Linked DNA regions of Zea mays: region 2 is linked to region 1. A link is a contact called in public Hi-C data. All regions are on one chromosome and are shown on one strand. The core of a region is the stretch at or near the end of the contact, and the rest is flanking DNA. Distances in the headings are between cores, read along the strand shown. Region 1 holds the start of LOC100384175. Region 2 holds the start of LOC103647483 (heat stress transcription factor B-1).

Region 1 (2,700 bases), core at 23-2,522:
TGCAACTGGTTCATGGTCCATGATTTACGGGCCGGGTCTGGGCCAGCACGGCCCGATGCAAGCCCGGTCTAATTTAGGGCCGTGCTGGGCCTACATTTTAGGACGTGAGCACGATTTAGCCCGGCCCGAGTGCAATTCGTGCTAGCCCGGCCCGAATTATTTAAGCCCGAAGCACGATGGGCTCGTGCCGGGTCAGCACGGCCCGGCCCAACTTACAGGATGGCACAGAGCCTCCAGCTGCATAGTCAGCAAAGGATCGCTACTATGCAATATGCATGCATGAGAGCAGAGCGCACGCAACGCAACGCCACACAGCGTTGCAGCAAAGCTAGCGCGAGCTCTGTCTGGCTACAGAGCGCCGGCCGGGGCGACAGTACGTAGTCGCCAATAATTGTACCGGCAGCACGTGTGACGTGTTTTGGCGACACCGGAAAGGCTGCGAGTGAGTGGTTTGTAATTGTAACTATGCCTTTGGGCGCTGTGCTTTGCTCGGCTCGGCCAGCCGCCAGGCGCCAGTCGGCCACGATCGGGGGCAGCAGCAGCCTGAGAGCCAACGCCCGGCAGCGGCAGCGGCAGCTGTGGCTGGCTTTCGAGAGTGTCAGGACCAGGGCGCCTGCAGGAGTAGGCTGGGCCGACCGGCCGTGTTGCTCTCGCCTGTCGCATGATAGTTTCAGATCTCGCGACCAGAGACCGTACCAGCGTGTTGCCTGCCTCGCGACGGGGCGAGCTGCCGGTGCCGGGCTTCTAGAGCGCGCGGACGACCGGGCTGTGAGTTCGCCAGTTTCAAACGGTGTCGAATGGCCGGAACACGGACCGCGCGTTTTGACTTGGATTGGAACACAGTGGTCGAGTGCTGCTGTTAATGTGCTATACGCTACCAGCCTTCTTGGTGTCAGGGCTGCTGGCGTCGTCTCGTGAAAAAAGCGAGCCACGACACCCGGCCCAAAAGCCGACTCATCGGGCCCGTCCGCGTCCGGCGTACACCGGTACACGCCATGCACCGGGCGGCAGCGGCCACGACCGACGAAGCATCGCCACATCAGGCGGCCCCCCCGTCCCCACCGTACATCTCAGCCCGGCCGCGGTGGCACGCGCCGGGCCCCGCCGCGCCGGTCCGGAAAAGCGCGAACCAGAGCTGCTGGCTTTTTTTCAGGCCGTGCGAGGACCGCGTGCGCCCTCACCTTCATGTACTCGCCGCGGCCTGCGCGATGAGGAGAAGCACAGCCACAGGGATTTGCGTCGCCCCCGCGCGCCTGCGTGCGGGGACGCAATTATGGCCCCATCCCCACGAGCCACGACGGACGGGACGAGCGGCGGGCGGGCCGGACGGACGCCGTGTCGGCGTACTGTGGGCGCGCGTCCTCGGTCCTCGGCGATCGACGGAGGCGCGCGCCCATGCATCGAACGAACCCCATGCATGGAGATGGCGGCACAGGACCTCACCAGTAACCCCACCGACCTTTGTCTGTGTCCGTCCGTCTGTCCCTTCCGTTCACAGTTCACCCTTTTCTCTCGAAGACGACGGGGCGACCCATCATCGGTCGTGCCCTGCACGGCCGCTCCCCCGTCCCGATCCCGATACAGAGCACCGAACGTTTCCTTCTGCTGTCGAGACGGTACGGCATTTGTCCATGGGCCCTGCACGATCGATCGGTCGGTCGGCACTAGAGATGGCCAAACGGGCCGCCCGGCCCGGCTCGGCCCGGGCCCGGTGAAGCCCGGCCAAAAACCGGGCCGGGCCTGCTGAGACAGCGGGCTTAATTTTCTGTCCAAGCTCGGCCCGCAGTGGGTCTAAATGGGCCGGCCCGGCCCGTTTAGCACGAAAAAACGGGCCAAAAAGCGGACTAAACGGGCCGGTAAGCACGTTTTAGTGTAAAAAAACGGGCTTGACGGGCTTAGAGGTAAACGGGCCGTGCCTAGTTTCCTGTCCAAACCCGCCCGCTTATTCTACCGTGCCGGGCTCGGACCGGGCCCAAAAAGCAGGCTTCGTGCCGGGCTCACGGGCCTCGTGCTTTTTTGCCATCTATAGTCGGCACTTACTTTCCAGCTGAGCGTGTTCGAGACCTGTGCATATATATATATACTAGTCGGTTGGCCGTGCGTTGCGACGACTTACAACAATACCCATGTTAACTATCTATAAAAAAAATCAAAATTTTTATTGATTATCTTCGCTCTCCATATAATATTTTTTTATTTGGCTAACTGATGTTATTATTTACTTCATCCAATATATTTTTGTACAACACGACCAATGAAGTGAGCGATTAGAAAAGAGTTCACAACGACTGACTGAACGAACAGAGATTATAAAATGACATAATTTCACCATACAGAGACCAAATAAGAGAAAGTTTGTGAGCTCAAGTTTCTAAAATAAGTCACATGAACTCAAACTTATAAAAAAGATAGATCAAAATATAAAGTGGTTGCTAAAGTCAGGCACCAATAAAAACTGGATGCGCTCCATATAAATTATGCTACTTCGTAGCAATTACTAACGTTTAAAAACAACAAATAACCTTTCATTTTACTGTTAGTGTGACAAATTATTGTTGCTCCATCCAATTCAGCAACCTCAAACACCATGGAGTCTATTGCACCAATGTGGTCTCATAAATTAAACAACCTAATGTTTGCAAGAGCCAAGAACGTCGTGCCGTGTTTGGGCTGTAGCTTCAGCCCATAGTGCTGGTCTGG
Region 2 (2,766 bases), core at 175-2,674, 400 kb after region 1:
CCTTATTTAGCTAGCGGATGCAGATGCCAGATGGGTATGTTTGGTTAAGGTGGTTTCTCGTCTCATTTTGTGAGTTAACGACTCATTAATAGATACTTGATTGGTTTGTATGGTCTATCTATAGGATAATGACTTACTGATAAAGAGGAGAGGAATAAACCTACCAGCTTTACTGTGGTAGAGACTAGCACCGTGCAGTGAAAAAAAATATAAGGCAAACATCGAAATTACGCTTAACTCCATTCCACTGTACATTATTACAGTTAAGCTATCTGTGTCCGTGTAGATGTTGGTCGGGATGCACGCGTGTTCATGGCCCTGTTTGTTTCGGCTTCTGGCAGCTTCTGGCCACCAAAAGCTGCTGCGGACTGCCAAACATTCAGCTTTTCAGCCAGCTTCTATAAAATTCATTGGGGAAAAACCATCCAAAATCAACATAAACACATAATCGGTTGAGTCGTTGTAATAGTAGGAATCCGTCATTTTCTAGATCCTAAGCCCTATGAACAATTTTATCTTCCTCCAGAAATAATCATAATGATACTCAGATTCTCGCCACAACCAGATTCTCCTCACAGCCAGATTTTCAGAAAAGCTGGTCAGAAAAAAGCTGAACCAAACAGGCCCCATGTCAAGCGAGCCTGACCGCTTTAGGGCTACTTTGGGAACCTGAGATACACCTTATGATTAAATGGTATTGGGATAGAAATAATGTAATTTTCTTTCTAATCTCTTTCAATTTTGAAGTGGATTTAAGTTTCCAAACTAGCCTTAAGTGATCCTCATGGTGGCGGTAGCCAAACATCTTGTTCGCACCTACCTCGAACCTTTTTTTTTTGGTTTCACGGAGAAGAAACTAACAATGGCTGGTGAAATTATAGGTATACACACTATGATGGCTAGCTAAGAGTGCGATGGATCAAAGCAGCACAGCGTCAGCGTCACCGGCCTACTAGATTGGACTGCAAGCATCATCGACCGTCGACCGACGGCGCGTGCGCCTCTCTCGTTCTTCGTAGTCCGAGAATTTCGCGTACGTGTAGTAGGGACGGACTTCGCGTTTGCCCACCCACCACCAACCCATCCAACTTCTGGGTTGGGGCGACGACGTCCGTGGAAGCAAGATGTGGCGCCGCAGTGGGAGTGCAAACGAGCGCGCAAGCCACCGGTGGTGGGTCTTTGGGTTTTCTGGAACGCGCGGACTGCGGCCACGGTACGGTGCGCGCGGACCCAAAGGACATTCAACTCGTCCTCGACCGCGGGAGGCGCTCGCGCGGGCCCTCTTCTGCGTGCCGTGCACCCGTCCCACCGCGAGGCTACCAGGCCAGGAGCGGCGGGCCCCGCTCGCGCGCGACGATTTTTGACTCGGTTCACGGTGGGAGGGGTACAGGGTCGCGCCCACTGCCAGCTGTGGAAGCTTCTATTCGGACCGGAGCGGCTGAAAGGGCGAGCATACGTACTAACGTACGTATACCGAAGAAACACACAAGACTGACCCGCGCGAAGAAATAGTCGCAGCTCACGCTGCCAGACGAAAGCAACCGCCTCGCTGGTCTATCGCCGCAAAGCCATTCCATCCTTTAAATCGCCCGAGGCGACGGGGCGAGCGACTCATCTCCCTCCCCAGACAAGCGGCGACACGCCAGGGCGGAGAGCACACACCGAAGCGGGCCGCGGCGGCGGCGCAGGCGCAGGCGCTTACATGGGAGTAGAGGCGGGCGGGTGCGGGCGGAGGGCGGTCGTGACCGGGTTCTACGTCTGGGGCTGGGAGTTCCTCACCGCCCTCCTGCTCTTCTCGGCCGCCGCCGCCGCCGCAGACTCTTACTAGCTAGCTAGCCACCTCTTCTTCCTCCTCCTTGTAGGTAGTAGTAGGCTACACAACAACCACATATATACATACTAGGTACTAGCAGGCGAGCGAGATTCGTGCAATAATCAAGGCAGCCAGTTATTAATAGTTAATCGTCGGCGCCGAGCGAGAGATGGTGGAGGAAGGCGCCACCGCGGCGGCGTCGAGGAGCGGGCCGGCGCCGTTCCTGAGCAAGACGCACCAGATGGTGGAGGAGCGGGGCACGGACGAGGTGATCTCGTGGGCGGAGCAAGGCCGCTCCTTCGTGGTGTGGAAGCCCGTGGAGCTGGCGCGCGACCTCCTCCCGCTCCACTTCAAGCACTGCAACTTCTCCTCCTTTGTCCGCCAGCTCAACACCTACGTGAGTACTACTACGTACACTCCTCCATCTATACATCATCTGTTCTCTGTTCAGTTGATGACTAGACTAGATAGCTGCCTCATAAAACAAAGGTCTGCTTTGGTTCGATCTGTGTGTGTGTCTTTTGTTTATGTCCAACGAAACTGATGGGAGAAGAAAGCCTTTCGACCGGCGTCGTCGTCAGAGAGTTGCCGAACGTGCGTGTGTGGTCGGCGAGTCTAGAAACCTTCCACAACCTTCCGAGAGCGAGCGAGGAGACGTACACGTAACGTAAGGCCGCCGGTCGAAACGTAGAAACTGAGCAAGGCGGCGGCCAGGGCTTCTTCCTTTCCTTTCCTTGTGTCGTTTGTGCAACGACCTGGCTATCGGTTTCCGTTTCCCGGTGTGTGTAGTGTACCCCTACGCACGTAGCACAACACCTGTACTACGCCACCTGTCACCTGTGTGACCTTTGCTTCGAGATGTACAACATGGTACAGCAGACAGTCAATCAGAGTACGCGTTTAATTAGTAGTATAGGAAGTGGTGGCTTCATTCGTCCTCGTCGCGATACACC

Evidence for each region. Hi-C and Micro-C count contacts between places; a contact is called where the count stands out from the background.
Region 2: a contact with region 1 is called in a Hi-C map of leaf, with 3 times the contacts expected there. The contact joins the promoter of LOC103647483 here to the promoter of LOC100384175 in region 1. A contact is called at or near these places in 3 of 25 Hi-C or Micro-C datasets (ear and leaf).

Annotation. Positions count from the first base shown.
Region 1 is chr2:190,912,358-190,915,057 of Zm-B73-REFERENCE-NAM-5.0, forward strand. LOC100384175 reads left to right here and starts at 1,273. Exons shown (of 1, transcript NM_001176752.2): 1 at 1,273-2,076. The coding sequence starts at 1,274. The coding sequence ends at 1,747.
Region 2 is chr2:191,310,658-191,313,423 of Zm-B73-REFERENCE-NAM-5.0, forward strand. LOC103647483 (heat stress transcription factor B-1) reads left to right here and starts at 1,425. Exons shown (of 2, transcript XM_008672013.4): 1 at 1,425-2,210. The coding sequence starts at 1,983.